Regions from separate parts of the Zea mays genome. Here region 1 is linked to region 2. Evidence: chromatin contacts called from public Hi-C data. All regions are on one chromosome and are shown on one strand. Each heading gives the region's core, a stretch centred on a gene start, on an enhancer-like site or on the middle of the called end of the contact. The rest is flanking DNA. Distances are from core to core; before and after follow the strand shown.

Region 1 (5,373 bases), core at 1,099-3,598, 140 kb before region 2:
ATAACGTTTTTTTTTGTTTCTTTGTGGTTTTAGTAATATTTGTCTGTTATATGTAGAAGTGGCCTGCAGACATTGGATGATTTTGATGATGAAGTGCTGAAGAATAACCAAATGATGAAGCCTAGCAAGCTTGTTGCAGCAGCTGCTAAATCAAATAAAAGCATGGTATGATACACTACTCAGTTACAGGTTGTATGTTTCTTGTTCTGCCATTGTGTGGTCCTAGGTTATGGAATGGGATAACATGTAAATCCCCATGCATCAATTGTCTTAGTCATTTTAGGTCGGAAATGATTTCGTGTAGCTATATCTTGACATTAGTGTCCAGGATATTTGTAGTTTCAAAGTAATTTGTCTAGTGAGTTTGAAATTGATGGTGAATTTTACATTCTGATTTTGGATTCTTGTAAGTTTTATTTCAGTTTTAAGCATCTCACCTAAGAAAAAGTATAGGGGGGTAGCATAAGTTGTGTCTTAAGCTTTATCCGGAGTTACAGGATTTTGGTTGTCCGTGTCTAAACCTTTGTTTTGTATCTTCAAGTTTGTTTCTGGTGATGATGACCTTCCGAAGAGAGATAATATCGGAGAAAGACGGAGAAAACATGAGCTTCGCGTCCTATCAAGAGTAGGGGCTAACTCAGCAGAGGATCATGAGCTGCCAGATGGTGACGCTTCTGAAGAGGAGGACCACCATGAGTTGCCAGAAGGTGGTGATGAATCTGAAGACGACATCCATCGGGATGTCAAAAGAAAGAGGACTGAAAAGCTATCAACCAAGAATGCTCTGTACTCGCCGTAAGTTTCACTGATATGCCACACCATGTAACAAATAAGGCCGCTTCTGGTGAATGCTATGCTGCTGCTTATACCTTTTCCCATATGACAGAACTCCGGGCGTTGAACATCTGGAGGAAGAAACAGAAGGCGATGGCAAGAGGACGATTTCGTATCAGGTTAATCTTCACCTGGTGCATCGTGTAACAACACTATAGAATCCGGTTCCCTGTCACACGCTTCTAAGTAAAAAATCCAAACCCTTGCAGATCTTGAAGAACAGGGGGTTGACTCGTTCCAGGAATAAGAAGAAGAAGAACCCGCGGAAGAACTACAGGGTAAGTGGCATAGCATTGCAGTTGTAGTATATGCGTGACCTGTGAGGGAATCCAAACTCTGCCAGGGCGGTAACACATTAGCTTTTCCTTTTTGCAACTCTTTTCAGGATAAGCACAAGAACAAGCTTGTCAAGCGGAAAGGCCAAGTGCGTGATATCAAGAAGCAGTCTGGTCCGTATGGAGGTGAAACGTCTGGCATCAACCCGAATGTCAGCCGCAGTGTTCGGTTCAAGAGTTGAGTTGATGCAAGTAGTATATTTAGGTTGGACATGGAAGGAGTTGTTTCTGGTCTTAACTTGGCATTTTCTTTATTTTTTGTTTGCATGTCATTCGAACGCATAAACTCCAGAATTTGTCTTACGGTATTAGATGAGTACAATTTTGCTTGCGAAAAATATCATTATCACCGTTGCCTGTGTGTGTGAAAACTAGGTGGTATAATTATCAAGGAAATTTGTATATTATTTCGAACCATATATATTAGTAGGGGCTGTTTATTTAGATAAATGTCCTTACCGTGAGACATTGCTAGTAGCATGACAGCATGCATAACATGGCAGCCTTTCATTCTTGACAATAACCAGCTGTGGAACTGATATGGGTCCCTAGGTAATTCTACACATATGCAGCCTGTTCACTTGGCTTTAATCCGAACCCGCTTAGACCTTGTTCGTTTGTGTTGGATTGGTGGGTTAGAAGAATTCCTAGCTGGATTGCTTCTCTAATTTATATAAACTTTAATTAGCTGGAACGATTTCAGGTGCAATCCGACACAAACGAACATATACTACTTCTACAGTGTTTTTGTCTTTAGATTTAAGCTGCAACAGTTTGAATAGCTGTCTTTAATTTGAAGGGAACAACATGATGGTTCTACGTTGACAGCAAACAAAAAAAGTGGTGCCTGATGCGGACTAGCTGAGTAGCTGACCAAAATAGAACCATAGAGGTAGATATCTTGTTCGTCTGTGTACGAAAATTAGTATAACACCAGACTTCTTATTGTTTTGACAACCATAAATCAGACTTCTCATTAATATATTTGCAGTGAGTTTACTAAAATTTAGAAGAAGAAAGAAAGATATCCATTCCGTTCCAGTCCATTTGGCGGCCCAGCCAGCGCATGTGGGGTCCAGTCCAGAGAGGTCTAGAACACCGCGCCACTCTCCAGAAACCACCACGTCCTTCTTTTCTCTTCTTCCTCCTCCCTCGTGATGTGGCCTTACCTGAATTTAAGAACGCCGCTACGGTCACCACTCCCGTGCACTGTTGCACTGACCATCGTCTCACTCATCTCATCACCGCTTTCCGTTTCGCTCGTCCGATCCTCATCACCAGCTCGGGAGGGAGGTCGGGAGAGAGCACGGACGATGTGGCACGCCGCGGCGGCCCCCAACAACCTTCACCCGGCCGTCGCCACAACATCGTCCCCTGCCCTTCGCCGTGCGAGGTGGCCCATCGCTCGACCCTCGTCGTCGGTGAAGGTCCAGTCCTCCACCAGGAACGGCAATGGCTCCGCTGACAACCTGGACCACCTGCAGAGGGCGTCCAAGGGCAGGCAGCAGCGGCAGGGGGCGAGTGCTCCAGGCCCGAGGGCTAGAAGGGTCGTCCGCACCACACCATTCGGTGAGTACCTTGACTTTTGGGGACGAGACGATAACGATACTCTGCTCCGGTAACTTAAACCACAGTTCAGCACCAAATCAATCGAATTGCGCGCGTGCTTTCAGGGCTGTGGTGGGACAGCTTCCCGGAAGCAAGGACGCTGGACCAGATGGTGCGGACCATCATGGACGCCGACGACGCTGACACCGACACCCGCTTCGGCGGCGTCGTGCCTGCGGCGGCGGCGGCGGCCCCCACCGCCGTGCCGCGCGCCGACCACGGGCGGACGCCGTGGGAGGTCAGGGAGCGCGCGGGGGAGTACCTGGTCCGGTTCGACATGCCAGGGATGGCGCGGGACGACGTGCGGGTCAGCGTGCAGGACCGGACGCTCGTCGTGGCCGCAGAGAAGAAGCAACAGCCTGCTGCTGACGGCGGCGGCGACGAGGAGGGAGATAATGAGGAGGAGGCGTGGCCGCCGGCGAGCTTCGGGCGGTACAGGACGCGGGTGGAGCTGCCGGAGAACGTGGACGTGGAGAGGATCGCCGCAGAAGTGAAGGACGGAGTGCTGTACCTCACCATCCCCAAGCTGTCGGCGGGGGCCAAGGTCGTCAACATCCAGGTGCAGTGATGCTGTGGGTCAGATTCATCAGGACGATGAGCACCTGCTGCCGTGCTTTTCGCAGCTTCTAGAATCTGGATGCTTGGGACGAGAGCGATATCGATCTAGCTACCACTCTTCTTTTCACTCTTCTTTTTCTGTTTCGTTCCTCGATTTTGTTTGCTATGTCACACATGGTAAATCTTGGTAGTTGGTGCCAGAAGATAAGGTGTAATCTTTGACCTGTTTGGAACAAATTCCAGAATCGAACGCAAGAGAATTTAAATATTATTCTGCTGCAAGCAACAAAAGCCGCCTCTTAAATATTTGGATGTGCCTCTGCACTTCTCCAAGTTAAAAAGTTGGAAAGGCTGGCTCCTCTCTTATGGGGGAAACCTGAAATTGATTTATTTGGTGTCTATTATCAAATTTCCTAATGGTGTGTTTGGTTTGAGGTCAAAGTAGGATGAGTCGGGGGCGCCACCGTCCCCTCGATTTTTCCCAAAAATCACTCCGGTGTTCACCTCGCCCCCGCTTGACTCGAGTTATTGATATGATAAATTCGCATATTGGGTACTTGTTTTGTTTTGGGTGACTCTGAGGAGAAGAAGAAATATCAATCTTGCTAATTGGCAATTGATGGCACGGAAAAAAATGGTGGTATGGGTATCTCTCAACTTAGAAGTCTAAGCTTATGCCTTTTGGCGGCATGTATCTTTCGATATCACTTGAATGAGCACTATATGAACTTAGGTCTCGTTTAGTTAGAGGGACTAATTTTTAGTCTCTGGTTTTTAGTCCCGTTTAGTCTATATTTTACAAAACAGAAATATTAAAGTAGGGACTAATTAGTTTTAGTCTGTAGTCCCTCACATGAATGCTAAAAGGGACTAAAGGGCACATTTACTTCAATTGCTCTTATCTAGAAAACTGGTGTGGAACAAGAAAAGAGGTATTTTGGTCTTTATGTGTTGCATTTAATGTATTTAGAATCTGTTTAGTCCTTACAACCAAACAGAGTATGGACTAAAGTTTAGTCCTAAGACTAATAGAACCAAACGAGCCTTTAGAATTTAAGCTTATGCATTTTGGCGGTATGTATCTTTCGATATCACTTGAATGAGCACGCTCTTTGTGTTTAGATTGTGTGAACTCAAACATGTTCTGTTGTTCTATATAAGAAAATATCTCCTTTTTGGAAAGGAGTTCTTTAGGCCCCTAAGGTGGCTCATATGGGGGTTAAGTGGAAAGTAGCTAATGGAAAAAGAATCGGATTTTGGGAAGACATTTAGTTTGGTAATTCAATTCTAGCTATACAATTCTGGCCTTTATATATAATCAATAATAAGTAGGAAGCCTCTATTAGTGATATGTGGGATGGGGGTGGAGGTGAAGCTGTCTTTTCAGAAGAAGTGTTTCTGATTACATTAGGATGATGTGGTATGATTTGGTCGTTTTGCTCGAAGGGATATTCTCGATTCAATCATTATATGACTTCATCAGCTTAAGAGGAATTCAACCGGTTTTTATACCTGCAGTGTGGAAACTAACAGTTCCACCTAGGATACATGTATTTATGTGGTTGTTATCAAACAATAAGCTTCTCATTACCATATATTAAAGACGGTAGAAAATCTGTCTCCACGTTCGTCCACGTCATCCTTTCTATCATCAGCCGCATGATTGGCATCGAACGTTGACGAACCAGTTTCCCATTACTGGCACTTCTTCCTCTAGCTTCCAGACGACACCTCGTCACCCTGCGGAGACACGATACTTTCAGATGTCGTGAGGAGAAAAAAAATAAAAATAACGCGTCTTACTCCTGCTCCCAGCCGACCCCCCTCGAGACCTTGACGGCGGTGACATTGGACCTCGCCCGTCTGCCTAGGATCCTTACAGTTTTTTGGTGGTTCGAACCATCATCCGCCGTTCTACGATATCCAATCGTCTCTTCCCCTCCATCTGCGACTTCCATAGCATGACCATGCCATTGGTTCTTCTCATCGAGCTACACGTCGCCAACATCCCCATCCACCCCATCCTCTCCCTTTCAAA
Region 2 (5,602 bases), core at 812-3,311:
AACTGGAAATACACCCCTTTCATTTTCGGTCCATTGAGTCCATATCACGAATGGAATAGATAATTAATTAAAATACCTGAGGCGATTCCAGCAGCTGATCCGGCAGCAACAAGAGCAATTCTTCGTTCCCTATTGTTCTCCATCATTTCCGCACACCCATTTGCGCATGATTTACCAATATCAACACTGGGTCCTTCTGGCCCCAGTGAACACCCTGTCCCTAAAGTAATTGCGGCTTGGATAGCTTTGATTGTGGGAAAAATCGCAGCCATGAAATCAATACCCTCCCTTTGAGATGATAAGGATTGCTTTATCTGCTCAAAAATCTCCAATAATCCATGCATCATGCCCACAACTACTCCACCAGTCACTGGAATTAACAATATCCTATGCCAGGTATCAGCAAGCCTCTGCAGACGAAGCCAAGCAGCACCCTCAGTGGGAGTGCCTGCCCATGCCCATTCATGTATGACATGTACCTGAAAAGGTCAGGCAGCCACTTCTGAGATAGTGACAGACATTCGGGAAGGTCCAAATAATAACTCTGTGTGAATGAAAAAAAACCACAGCCAAACACAGTTGTATACCTCTTATACAATGACTATGTGTTCTTCCAAATTAACATATTCTCCTTTTGATTTGAATAGCTGATTTAAGTACACATCGCAAATAATGTGCAACGGATCTAGATCTAACCCTGTATTGAAAATTGCTTGCTAGTTGCCAGTGACTCAACATCACAGTAAGTGAGCAAACAGGTGAGTAAAATCACCTTGATTGTATATAATAAGGGAAAATATTCAGTGCAAACCCTCTACTCAGTTGAACCGTGAAAACCCTTTAGAAAAACATACTTAGGAGTTCTAAAAAAATGGAACTACGCACATCCATAATGCAACATATAGATATACATTACTTGCACTAAATGATAAAGCAAAACCAAATGGAGTGGAATAACCAAGATATCACCCCAAAGAACACCAGTTACTCAAAAAAAATCGTGTTGATGAGTCACTTGTAACACTAACTAGTAAAACAACATATCAAGCAATCTTTACAAATGGTTACCTTAAATTCTGTGTCTGTGAGTGTGTTTGTGTGTGCATCATACATTGTTTTTAAGCATTTTGGGGAAAATAAAACATCCAACCACCTAATCAATTCAGTATTAGCAAACGCTATCTGATAATAAATTCACGGCATATAAATCAGGACACAGCCAGGTCGTTCACAAAAATCACCAGCAACAAAACAGTAGCCGGCTAATAGCAGTATAGCACTAACATACAACATAAGATTCTGCCTGCAAACCCTTAGCCTCACACAGTGTAGTCGAAATCGAAATACTGTGAGACATGGTACACCATCCCCACGGTATGAAATTTCGTATTTAGGAGACACCAAAAGATACATTGAGGCCTCCAGTATCCAATAAACAGCAACGCAAGCCGTAATAAAGTAATTAACACCAGCATACGAGTGGGAATTTCCAAAATATGCATACGACTCGATTCTTCCGTGAGATGAAGAAACAACGCGGCCCCCCACATGGAGAGGTCTTGGCACTCACCCCGCGATTGAACACAGCGACGCAGATGCCGGTGGCGAGCCCAAGAAGGCATCCTACGAGCAGCAGCGCCCACTCGGGCGGCGCGCCGTCGCCGAGCTCGTCGCTATCCTCCTCGGGCCTCCTCGGTGACGCCCCGGCCTCGCCGCCGCCGTGCCCCGCGTCCGCGCCGCCGCGGCTTCGGTTGGAGAGCCGGCGGTCCAGGTTGCGCAGCAGGTCCCGCACGCGGCTCCGGCGCGGGGTCACGGCGGGCGAGTCCGGGTCCGACGAGGACGGCAGCGCCGCCGCGCTCGCGCGCAGCGGCTCGAGGTCGCTCCCCGCCATGGCGACACCAGCGGCGGGAGGAGGAAGGCCCGGACTCAACAAGGTCGCATGAGGGTGCCGCCGGATCTAGGGCTCGTTTTCCCGCGCCGGATCTCGTCGGTTGTTGGCGATGAGGCGACGCGGGGCGGAGAGAGGCAGGGCAAGCCGGAAGCGGACGAGGAAAGCAAAGCTAGGTGGGTGTGGTGTGGCCGTGGGATTGAGATCCTCTACAGACGCTGCCAGGTGAGCCCGGCGGGTACCCGGACCCACATGCAGTCACAAATGCCCTCTGCAGTGGCTGCAGAGGTACGCGCGTGTTTTGCATATAGCCCCCGTGCGAGTTCGTATTCACAAGCACGCGCCCTCCACGGGTTTGTCGTCGTTGTCGGGGTGCGTTGGGCCGACAAAGACAGGCACTGGCCCATTGACCACTCAAGTTGTTTCGGTAGGCCTCCACTCCACTACAGGCCCACGTGGATCTGGCAGTAAAGAGCAGAGGTGCCAGTCCTACAGTTCATGTAGACGAAGCTTAAGACTGGCCGCAGCGCCGCACGCTACGGCGCGCGCTCGCTTGCATGCCGGCTACAGCGCACGCGCTATCGCCCGCAGCGCAGCACGCTATCGCGCACTCCACCGCGCGGGACTCTTCTCTCTCCCCTCAGCTGCAGCGTGCGCGCGCTCCCCCCTACCACTGTTCCTGTGGGCCCGCCTTCAATTAATAGTAGAAGAAAAATTGATAGTAGATGAAAAGTAGGTATAGAAAATGATATTTTATATTGTAGTGGGATATAGGGGGAGTATTTAGGGGAAACCACTGCGGGAGATGAAAAAGTAGGGGATACACTGTTGATGATGTGACCCAGAAAAGTGATATAGGGGGAAAAATTTAGAGGGAACCGCTGCGGATAGCCTAACAGAGGCAGGAAGCAGGATTCAGGGAGCATGGAAAGATGATCCTTTGGACGAACAAAAAGTCTGCTAGCCTCCCTTTGCTACTGCTTCTTTCGGACAAAAAAAAACATTGTTTTTTTTCCTTTCTTTCTGCTTCGCGTTTGCTTTCGGTGAAAGAATCGTTTCATTGGGAGAAATGACGCGAGATCAGATCCAGACGTCGCCATTTCCACAGACAAACCTTGCATCAAAAGTGAAGGCCTTTTGGCATTCGGATTTGCCCATAGATGCATGTATTTTTTGAACAAACATAGCACTTCCCAGCAGCTCAATCTGAACTCGAGATGATTAAAAAAAAAGGAAGAACACCTTCATTTCTGAAAGTTCAGCACCTCCACTTACTCGTAACACCTGCGCTAAAATAAGTTACAGACGGTGGCATCATTGACCTTGGATATTATACTACTGATATCTCTAACAAATCTGTAGCTTGTGAAGACTTACAGGTTCAGAAATAAATAGGGCCGTGAAAACTTGTGAACCCTTTTTTTGTAGGGTTAGGGTCCCTTCTTTGTAATACAGCACAGGGATGTCAAGATTTGTATTGCATTCTCTTTGATAATATGACATACCTATACTCGAGATTAAAGCCGTATTTTGTGCACAGAGCTGGTAACATACAACTGAGAGATGATTCTAGGCACATCCAAACAAGAAAAAGTGGATTACAAATGGCTTCTTCGGCTGATCCAGTCCAGTGTAGCAAAAATAGCAATTTAACATTAAGTGACCATGTCAGTCTGAAGAAAGATAACAGATACACTTTGCAATTCTCAATAATATAACTTACCAAAGCCTGTAATAAGCACGCCATTTCCACTCCAATACAATTTGCCGAACAAACACAGTAGTACCATTGCTCCTAAACTCTAACAAAGCCAGGCTGTAGTATCTAGATCAGATGGAGCACTTACAACTCTGACCAATTGGAACTGGAAACAGATACTGCACTCCTACTTGGAACTAAACACGTCACTAGTTTACCCAAAACCACCTCATCTCGTAAACTACGCCCATCACAGGTACGCACAGCTGTGAACGAATCTGTCTGCAGACTGTGGAATACATCAATCAATCTTTACGGATGAGAAGAGGTAGTGCACAAAGGCGAATGATGTCAAAAAGCCAATGGTTCCGGTTGTCAGCATGATTGCAAATGCCATGAGGAATGAGTAGCAAACATAAAGCATTGCAGAGACAGGCCCGCTCAGGCTTCTGAGGTCAAAGACCAAGTAGTTGATGGAGTAGAGAAACACGTAGACAGCGACAGAACCAGAGGCGAAGAAAGCCTTCCACCACCACCTCCAGTCCTCCACACAGAGGTTCATGTATGTTAGTACAACGGACACCTCGGCACAGACAGCAACAAGCAGCAGCAGGACAATCAGCAGGAAACCAAACACATAGTAGAACCTTCCAAGCCATATGCTCGATAGAATGAAGAAGAGCTCAATAAACAGGGTACCAAATGGCAGTGTTCCTGCACCAAGGACAAGAAGCCACGATGGATACTTCCTTGCTGGGATCTCTCTGGGGATCTGATTGGTCCGAACCGGGAATTCTATTTTCTCCGCTCTTGTACCAAGAAAACCACCAACAAGCGTCAATGGCACAGAAATGCAGAACCATAGAGCCAGGAGGGTGAAAAATAGTGAGATAGGTAAAGCCCCAGTGCTCTCACTTTTCCACAACACAAAGTTTAGGACAGTAAGGACCGTAAACATGACACCAGGGAAAAAGCAAGCAGTCAACCAGGACACTGATCTCCATCCTTCGGATGTGCCCTTAATAGTCCTCCAGAACCGAACACTGACATACCCACTTGCAATACCAAGGAAAAGATATAGAACAATCATCCCAGTAAGGAGCATTCCTCTTGAGGCTGGAGACATGAACCCAAGTGTGGCAAAAACGATTGTTACGACTGCCATGCCCAAAATCTGAACCCCATCACCAATCATTATGCATAACAGCTTGGAGCAAGATGGCTCTCTGAATACATCACCGACGACGAGCTTCCAACCAGATAGTTCCTCATTCATCTGAGCTTGCGCTTCCTTGTCAAGCTCTTCATACCTAGTCAGGTCCCTCCTAACAGTTCTGAGGAATATAACAAAGACAATTCCAGCCAAGAACAAGATCACCAAGAGGGAGTTCATTATAGAGAACCAGTGGACCTTGGCGCCAGCCTCCATCTTCAGATAGACATCCCACCTAGATGGCCACCTGATGTCGCTCTTGACAAACTCAACATCATAAGTGAACGTGATCCTCTCCTGTTGCCTGATCACTTGAGACTTCTTAAGCTCCACGGGGCAGTCCACCGGATCAATGTTGTCGTACATATTAAGCTTAGAAAAATCATCGGCGTTACGCTTCACGCTGCAAGGCACAACCTGAAATCCAACAATCTGATACCCAGACATCCCATTCTTGTCCGTCTCTGAGATGACAGCAGATCCTTCTTCTCCGGTGCCAATGATTTCCACATTTCTACCCTCATACTCATGGACCAAGACCTTAAACTTCAAGTGGTTGATGATATAATCATCCGAGGCACCGGGTGGAGAGTAACCAACAGGAAAACCAGTCCACTGTACCGTGACATCGTTCTGCTTAGTGAAACGCATGACAGGCAGATTGTCTAGCATCATGTTGACCTGGTAAAGATCACGGGTGCGCTGCTTAAGGAGCTTGGCGTCATTCTCATTGAGCCCTTTTGTGGTGCAGAGGAAGACAGACTCGTTAACATTCACATGGAACCGGTAGGGGGAGTTGTCA

Evidence for each region. Hi-C and Micro-C count contacts between places; a contact is called where the count stands out from the background.
Region 1: a contact with region 2 is called in a Hi-C map of leaf, with 2.1 times the contacts expected there. The contact joins the promoter of LOC100281798 here to the promoter of LOC100279218 in region 2. A contact is called at or near these places in 3 of 25 Hi-C or Micro-C datasets (ear and leaf).

What each region holds. Positions count from the first base shown.
Region 1 is chr1:188,095,764-188,101,136 of Zm-B73-REFERENCE-NAM-5.0, reverse strand. It overlaps LOC100281798, which reads left to right and starts at 2,348. Exons shown (of 2, transcript NM_001154718.2): 1 at 2,348-2,738; 2 at 2,843-3,625. The coding sequence starts at 2,483. The coding sequence ends at 3,345. It overlaps LOC100381768 (Sas10/U3 ribonucleoprotein (Utp) family protein), which reads left to right. Exons shown (of 17, transcript NM_001174569.1): 13 at 60-165; 14 at 542-795; 15 at 887-953; 16 at 1,044-1,112; 17 at 1,220-1,451. The coding sequence ends at 1,351.
Region 2 is chr1:187,956,800-187,962,401 of Zm-B73-REFERENCE-NAM-5.0, reverse strand. LOC100279218 reads right to left here and starts at 2,061. Exons shown (of 9, transcript NM_001353877.1): 1 at 1,571-2,061; 2 at 77-479. The coding sequence starts at 1,891. It overlaps LOC103504716, which reads right to left. Exons shown (of 2, transcript NM_001326459.1): 2 at 3,594-5,602. The coding sequence ends at 3,889.